Regions from separate parts of the Mus musculus genome. Here all the other regions are linked to region 3. Evidence: chromatin contacts called from public HiChIP or PLAC-seq data. All regions are on one chromosome and are shown on one strand. The core of a region is the stretch at or near the end of the contact, and the rest is flanking DNA. Distances in the headings are between cores, read along the strand shown.

Region 1 (2,700 bases), core at 8-2,507, 810 kb after region 3:
TAAGGTAAAGAGCACTGGGGCAGGGCCTATCTTCTGTGGCCACTGCACGTCGAGGTGAGGCTCACTTAGCCTCCCCTGACTTCTGATTCTACTCTCCACCATGATTTAAACTCATATGGAGAGCAATATTTGGAGGTTACTGGATGCAGTTGAGGTATGGCAAGCTGTTTATCACCTTGAAGCTTCTTCAGAAACCTCCTATGACTTAAGATAGGGCGAGGATAAAGGCCTTCAGGGTCCCACGCCAGCAGATGCAGGTTCCAGAAAGCCTCTGCCTTTCTGCCTCTCTAGTTACTGTACAGGCTGAGCATGAGAGTAGAGCTGGAGAGGCCATCAGTTGCTGGGATTTGAAGGAAGGCTTCCACAGAGATTCATCCTTTTCTCTTCATCACTCCGACTTTGTAGACAGAACTGAGGTACTGAGGTCTCTAGCTACAGGATCTCAGGGCTGCTCAGAAGTAGCAGTCGATGCCTTCAATGTTATCTCTGACCACTGTGCTACCTTCCTATCTGGGATGGTGACAATGCCCCATGGCACTCATTCCTTCTGTTCCCCTGCACTACTGTGAAACCTAAAGACCCCACATCACTAGGGAGAAAGCCAGGAACCGTAGCAATGGTATGGATGATAACATGAGGTGCCTGGGGTATGAAGTTCCTTTTCTTTTCTCTTTTCTCTTCTCTTCTCTTCTCTTCTCTTCTCTTCTCTTCTCTTCTCTTCTCTTCTCTTCTCTTCTCTTCTCTTCTCTTCTCTTCTCTTCTCTTCTCTTCTCTTCTCTTCTCTCCTCTCCTCTCCTCTCCTCTCCTCTCCTCTCCTCTCCTCTCCTCTCCTCTCCTCTTCTCTTCTTTTTATTAGATAATTTCTTTATTTACATTTCAAATGTTATCCCTTTTCCTGGTTTCCACTCCGAAAACCCCCTATCCCCTCCCCCACTCACCAACCCTCCCACTCCCGCTTCCTGGTCCTGCCATCCCCCTACACTGGAGCATAGAGCCCTCACAGGACCAAGGGCCTCTCCTCCCACTGATGACTGACAAGGCCATCCTTTGCTACATATGTGGCTGGAGCCACAGGTCCCTCCATGTCGACTTTAACAAACTGCATATTTGTTGTGGGTGGGGCTCGTGTCTTACATCATTCATGGGCAACAGCAGTGACAGATGTTTACCAGAAACAGGGGTAGCCCTGACTCATACACTTGTCTCCCCCAGCCTATCACCACAGGAGGTGTTACTTACCGGGAGCAGCCCTGGCACAAGGAATGCTTTGTGTGCACAGCCTGCAAGAAGCAGCTATCTGGGCAACGCTTCACAGCACGGGATGAGTTTCCATACTGCCTGACCTGCTTCTGTGACTTGTACGCTAAGAAATGTGCTGGGTGCACCAACCCCATTAGTGGTAAGTGTCCTGGGAAGGCCATTGCCAGGGTAGAGACTGTCTGCTTCCTGGAACAACATGGACGTCTAGAGTGTTAGCATAAGAGTGTTGTTAATATCTTGAGGCTCTGAGCCCAACAAGCATTTTTGCCTCTGCTGTGTATCCTCAGAACACAGCTGGTGGCTTCCCCTTAAGCCTGGTGATGCAGAACCATTGGCATGTCATTGAGTGTTTCTGCTTGGGTCTGAGTCTATTATAGTCACATGAACAAAATGAATGGTGCATTTCAGCCCCAACAGCAGACCTGGTATTTGAAGTATTCATGTCATCTTAACGAGACTCTTCTAACCACAAACCACAGCTAGGTGGGGACACATTCTGAGTAGCACAGTCCCCAAAGAGTTAGACAAAGTGAGAGCCCAAAATGTGCCTGGTTGACAGACTAGTATTTGGGCTGAGCTATTGAGTATGGTGAAGATATTGAAGGTAAAGACTACTGGCTCCAGACTAAAGCCCTTTGATTTTTCACCATGTACCAATCAGTGGCAGGGGGTGAGAGTGCAAGTATTCTGTCATATATAGGAGTGTTTCTTGAAGTGGTCTTTCCAATCCCATTCATTCAGTCTACCTGTTTTTGTTTGTTCTTCGTTGCTCTGATAAACACCATGATTAAAAGCAACATGTGAAGGAAAGGATTTCTTTTGTCTTACTGTTTATACTCCATCATGAAGACAAAAGGGGCAGGAACCTGGAGGCAGGAATCCAAGCAGAGCCATAGAGGAGTGCTGCTTACTGGCTTGCTCTTCATGTCTTGCTCAACATGCTTGTTTGTATAGCCCAGGACCACTGTCTGGGGTCACACTCTCCACATTGGGCTTGCCCCTCCCATGTCAATCATTAATCAAGAAAATGCCTGACAGACTACTTGGCTACTGGAAGAGGTTCCCTCTTCCCAGACAATTCTAGGTTGTATAGAGTTGACAAAAAGCTAACCAGCCCACATTGCATCATCCCTGATGCACTGTCAGTAGACATATGTGGCAGGAAGCAGAGAGACACAGACTTTCCCCTATAGCTTTGTAGGTAGGGTCTTTCTTTATACAGACACGCTTGCAGACCATTGTGTACCTTGCCTAGAACCAAGTTGTCTTGTTCCTATGGGACTTCCCAGCTGGCAGGCCTTGGTTCATGCTTTATTTGCATGTAAAATTAAAATATACAAAATAGATAAATTTTGTTGAGACATCTGATTCTAGCGACTTAGATACTGTATTTCCTTTGAAATTAGTTTGGGAGGACAATGGGACATTTTCAGTGGCCTG
Region 2 (2,700 bases), core at 62-2,561, 630 kb after region 3:
AATGCCTGGTATTACCGTTTTTTAAGTAGACAGAAACATGTGCATTGTATAAAGGGGATTAACCCCCATCAAAGTGTCCTCTGCCTTAGATGAAAGACAATACTAATTTGTTTCCTAATTGGATTTCTGCTAGAAATTCCTTTGAGTGTCCCAACCTTAGCTGTTTAGGGTAGCCCACTTGAGGCAGAACCCAGACTTTAGCATTTGTTTGAAAACTGCCATACTGATTCTGCCTCTCCTTTACCTAACCTCAAAGCTACGCGATTGCCTATTTCTGCATGGTCTTAAGCAGGAGCCTTCAAGTGATTCCATGGCTTCCAATATCAGAACCGGTCAGAATATCACCTCTCACCTAACTGTTTCTAGTAAATACCTTATTCCTCTAGAAATTGCGTTCTCCTGGGAATAAGCTGTATTCTAGCCATTCTTTATGGCAGCCACATTCCAGGACACTATTTGGCTGATGGCACCCTGAATACTGTTTTGAAAGTCGACCTTCCGGGGCTTAGAGGGGAATTTTCCCCAAAGCTTCTTGCCTCGAGTTCTAACTAGGTCACATTCACTGCAGGCAGGGGTGTTGTTCCCATGGGGATGTTGTAAGATAAGCTTGGATTTCCACCTGTGCTTTGAGATGGATGAGGAGAGGCTCTCTAAAATTTCAGGGTAATATGAGGCTTCCTCGGAAACAGGTGCAGTACACTTAGTCCACAGGAAAAAAAATGTGAGAGCCTATGATTGGCCATTCTGTGTTTCGTGAAGGGATCAGTAACCTACTTTTGCTCAGGTCTTGGAATGAAGTGTGTGTGTGTGTGTGTGTGTGTGTGTGTGTGTGTGTGAGAGAGAGAGAGAGAGAGAGAGAGAGAGAGAGAGAGAGAGAGAGAGAGAGAGAGAGAAGAGAGAAAGAAACAGAGAGAGCCAGAGCCAGAGAGAGTCAGAGAAAGGTGAGAACAAAGCCTCATTGTGAGGGAAAGCATTACCTCAGAGCTCAGAGGGAAACGAGACCACACCTGGAGCACTTTGCCCTCCTTCAGGAAGCAGCATTACAAAATGACAACTGGAAAGACGCCAGGAGACCTGAAACGTCCAGAAATGCAGAAAACGAGGAGAACATGACTGCCTTTCTTCTGTTAATCAGTGACTGCTGAGAGAGCAAAACCCTCCAGGTTCCCACATTGCCGAGAACTCAAAGGCAAGAGAGATCCCAATCTTGGGGTGGAACTCTTTCTAGTATTCAGTGGTAGGGTAACACACCGCTGCACCTTGTTTCTTTACACACCTCTTTATTGCAGTGGCTTTAGTGAACGTTGCAGACAGTGCATCTTTTACCAGTTGAGGGTTTGAGGAAACCCTGCAGGAGCAAACCTGACTCATTATTTTACACGTGCTACTCTGTCCCATAATGGCCTCTTGTCATGTCTTCTCTACACTCAGTAGGCTGTAGGTGATGGAAATATTACTTCTATTTCCTGGCATTGCTAGAACTGAATTCTGCCCCTAGCCCCTTGCAAATATAACTTTTCCATACACCAGGAAACTAACAGTATCCTGAGACTTCACTGCCATGTTTGTGTCTTGGTCTGCACCCAAGTTGGCACCAGCTTAATGGTGGGCCTGTGTAGGCAGCTCGAAATTTTCCAGCCACTGTGTGTGCTGAGGTGGAGCTCAGTGTTGCTTCATCAGAAATATTGATTAATTTCCAGGGCTCCTGCTGTGTAAACATGGCATCACCAAGCTAGATAAACAGGCTGTAAGCAAGAAAGTACTCCTTCTCCTTCTATCAACAAAAACCTTTAATTGAAAAACAAAGCAAACAGGGCTAGAGAGATGGCTCAGCAGTTAAGAGCACTTGCTGTTCTTGTAGACGATCTGGGCCAAGCTCCCAGCTTCAAGTGACACAGCCACCTATGACTGTAGATCCAGGGAGCTAACCTCTTCTTGTCTCTACACACACACACACACAGACACACACACAGAGAGAGAGAGAGAGAGAGAGAGAGAGAGAGAGAGAGAGAGAGAGAGAGAGAGAGAGAGTGAGAGAGAGAGAAACACAAAGCAGACCTAATACAGAGTGGGTGTCCTGCTCAGTCACTTGGAGATAGAACAAAGATGATGAAGAGAAGTTGGCCTCCTGAGTTCTTTTTTCTTTTTCTGAAATTCAGAAACAGTTACAAACAGGATCTTGGACTTAGGGCCAGCAAAGGATGCCCGTGTGAAATACACTAATCTATGTATTGAGGGGAAATAAAAGGGTAATGTGTCAATGAAATGGTGTTCCCTGAACTAGGCTGAGCCCTGTGGTTCTGTTAGCGTTTCCAGGGCTGCTGTGACAAATTACCATCAAGTAGTAATTATGGTTTCAATGTGAGATCTCCCACATAGGCTCGGGTGTTTGAATATTTGGTCTCCAGCTGGTGGCACTGTTTTGGGAGGCTGTGGAGCCTTCCATTCTGTAGCCTAGGCAGCAGAATTGAGTCATTGACAGTGAGCTTTGTGTTGATATCTGATTCCAGTTTTAGCCCCAGATCTTGCTTCTGATCTGCCAAGGAGGGAGCAAGCTGTACTACAAGCCCCCACTGCCATGGACAGGCCCTGCTCTTGCCACTAGGCTCTCCCACCATTAGAGCCTTGATGTCACTTGAAACCATGAGCTGGAATAACAAACTTAGCCTGCTGAAGCCACTGCTGCCTGGAATTTTGTCA
Region 3 (2,700 bases), core at 199-2,698:
GTTACCAAGTTTTAAACCTTAGCAATTACTATTAATAAAATAACTGTAGTCACTTGAACTTCTAATCAGAGACTCTGACACTGTGTGCTTCAGGGCTCAGGTGTGCACCAGAAAGGGGAAGAAGTAACAAACACTTGGAAGCAGGATTCCCTGAGAGTCCCAGAGTGTCCACACAGGCTTCTTTCCTATCCTTTCCAATAACCTCTAACATGTACGTCAATTACCTTCCCATCCATTTATGTCAATTATTAGGCAGCACAATGAGAAAACTAAAGATTGGAGGAAACAAATCAAGGGCTAGGAGGAGAGGAATTAGTATCCCTCTTTTGTGAGGAACAAGGATAAGATGGTATCAATGTGATCTAATCTATCTATTTGATAAACTGACCACGGACCGAAAAGAGGGTAAATAAACTCTAGTTTTAGTCAGATAAGCTCTTCAACAAAGGTTAGAGAGTACTTATGAGGGGGTTTTAGTAAGAGGCTATTTAAACACAGAATACATTTTATTCAGGCATTTTTTTTTAACATCAGTAAGGTCCCTGCTCTTAAAGACTTCTAACTTGAATAAAGGAAATGAAGTCATTTTTAGGAAGTCGTAATCAAAGTATGTTCTCTCGTTTAAAATGCACATTTTATAAGGCCTGAAAAGTTCGCCCGAAACAAATTAGTCGGGCCCTTTGAAAAAAAAAAAAAAAAAAAGACTAACCCAAAAGATTTCAAGGACCCTGAACAAACACCAGCAAATAACTTAAAAATAGAACAAAAGTATCAGAAGAAACCATTCCGGAAGCGGACTGGGTCGAATTCTGGGAACTCACTTTGCTGGCCTTGCCAAAACGAGTATCTCTTAAACATCACTAAGGATCTCTTCAAGGCTGTTACCCCTATCGTTGGTGCCCCCCACGCTCCCGCGCCCTCCCAGACCTATAAAACTGTAAAATTTTCCCATGCCGAGGTCGGGTGCGGACCCTGAAGAGGTGTGGGGCCTGGAACGCCCAGGCTGACCAGCAAAGCTTCCCCGCGGCCCCCGATCCCGAACAGCCACGCTGACCACACCGCTTTTGTGTGGACAGGGAACAGGGCCTGGAGGTCTCCCAGAGCTGTCCGGGCCGCCCCGGCCCGTCCGGTCCCCGCCTTGTTCCAGGCTCGGCCCTCTGGGCTACGGGCCCTTGGGCGCCGCCTCACCTGCATGCCCGGGGCCCCGGGATCGACCCCTGTGTCCAGGACGGCGATGAGCACCCCGCGCCCGTCATACTCCGGGTAGCGGCACAGGAAGGAGGAGGCCCCGGTCTCCTTCTTTGGTAGAAGACCGTGGAAAGGAAAGGGCTCCTCGGTCGCGGCGGTGGCCATGGACGCAAGCTGGAGGACAGACGAGGAAGAGGCAAACTGCCAGGCAGCGCGCGGACGAGCGGCGCGAGGACACCCGGCTACCGCGGGACGGAGGTGGGGAAGGGGCGGAGCCTGGCCACCAGTACCCAATCGTGTGCGGTCAGAGGTGTCTAGCCAATCATACGCTTCAACGTAAGCTAACGGCGCCGCTACGAGTCACGACGAGGGAATGTTACCCAGGCTGCAGAGCTGGAACGGAGTGTGCGCTGCTGCGGATGACAACGCACTGGAGGGAGGTTCTTGCCTTCCGAGCTGTCACTCTCCGTGAGAAGCAGCGAGAGGAACGGGCTGTCTGCCTGAGGCGTGGGATCCTCGCGACGCCGCCGAGGTTGGCTTAACCCGCTGCGGACCGGAAGCCTGTAAAGTCGAGCGCGGAAGTCTCAGATTTAGCGGCCCGGCCTTTCTGGCAGGGTGAGGTGCTGTTTAGTCAACAGGAAGTGGGTTGTCGGCTGTTTTGTCGCCAGAGTCCCCAAAGCAAAACACGTGACAGAAATGAGCTCCCTCCTGTCTTCGTGGCTTACTTACCCTTGGCATCCGGAATTTCAGAAAAATACCTGCCTTTTCTCCAGTGAAGTTCCTCTTTGTAACACAGTTACCGAGCCATAGTTTGCGGGGTTTTTTTCCCATTAGGATGCACAGTGACAGCAATCGTAAATGGCATTTGAAATTTAAACTACACAGATTATCCAGTAACAAAGGTTGCCAACATTCATAATTAAGAATATTGTGGGGGTGAATTAATATTTTCCTATTTGTGACAAATCTACTCTGTACCAGTGAGAGATTCTGCACGTTTTTTCAGTGTGTAGCCTGCCTGGAGGCCTCTGAAATACTGAGCACCGAACCACAGCCATAAGTGTGGTAATTCTTCTCTTTAGTGGCAGCGACTGCTGTGTCTACTCCAAAAGTCCCAGCAGCAAGAAGGCGCCCAGAGTAATCTTAATTATCCCATTGACAAACTCAAGACACCTTACCACAGAGATGTCTTTAAATGCATAAGATGAAATATATAGGATTATACAGGAAGTAGACGGTTGAAAGAATTATAACAACTTAATTTTTGTTGTATTGCAATAGTTTCATATATGTAAGTAATTACATGTGTGCTCTTTTTAAAATTAAATAACAGAGCCATCGTCAAGTCTAATAACTAATGTTATTTTTAAATTGGAAAACAATTGTAAATGGCATTTGAATATATCTAAACTACACACTTTAATAACAAAGGTTGCCTGTGTTCATAATTAAGAACATGTGGAGGATGAAAATAATTTTTTCCTATTCAATCATGGGCCCTGTGCATTTCTA

Evidence for each region. HiChIP or PLAC-seq counts read pairs in DNA pulled down with a chosen protein or histone mark.
Region 1: an H3K27ac HiChIP or PLAC-seq map of the NIH/3T3 cell line shows a contact between it and region 3, with 6 times the contacts expected there. The contact joins the enhancer-like site here to the promoter of Tpp2 in region 3. A contact is called at or near these places in 3 of 39 promoter capture datasets (the 3T3-L1 cell line and liver) and 5 of 115 datasets of contacts at active chromatin or transcription factors (the NIH/3T3 cell line, astrocytes, double positive thymocytes and 2 more).
Region 2: a FOXA1 HiChIP or PLAC-seq map of pancreatic cancer cells shows a contact between it and region 3. The contact joins the enhancer-like site here to the promoter of Tpp2 in region 3. A contact is called at or near these places in 3 of 39 promoter capture datasets (the 3T3-L1 cell line and hippocampal neurons) and 3 of 115 datasets of contacts at active chromatin or transcription factors (embryonic midbrain, forebrain and pancreatic cancer cells).

What each region holds. Positions count from the first base shown.
Region 1 is chr1:43,126,943-43,129,642 of GRCm38.p6, reverse strand. Fhl2 (four and a half LIM domains 2) reads left to right here. Exons shown (of 6, transcript NM_010212.4): 5 at 1,213-1,399. Among named protein-coding and RNA genes, the nearest start is that of AI597479, 30 kb to the right of the region's middle. Within about 2 kb of position 1,257, at least 69 of the 459 cell types and tissues checked have an H3K27ac peak or open chromatin away from gene starts, as enhancers often do. A contact at or near this core is called in the NIH/3T3 cell line, astrocytes and effector CD8 T cells, where this site is marked.
Region 2 is chr1:43,304,497-43,307,196 of GRCm38.p6, reverse strand. All of the region lies in intron 1 of LOC115487086 (a long non-coding RNA gene), which reads left to right. Among named protein-coding and RNA genes, the nearest start is that of Gm29040, 45 kb to the right of the region's middle. Within about 2 kb of position 1,311, at least 47 of the 459 cell types and tissues checked have an H3K27ac peak or open chromatin away from gene starts, as enhancers often do. A contact at or near this core is called in pancreatic cancer cells, where this site is marked.
Region 3 is chr1:43,932,742-43,935,441 of GRCm38.p6, reverse strand. Tpp2 (tripeptidyl peptidase II) reads right to left here and starts at 1,448. Exons shown (of 29, transcript NM_001310540.1): 1 at 1,189-1,448. The coding sequence starts at 1,353.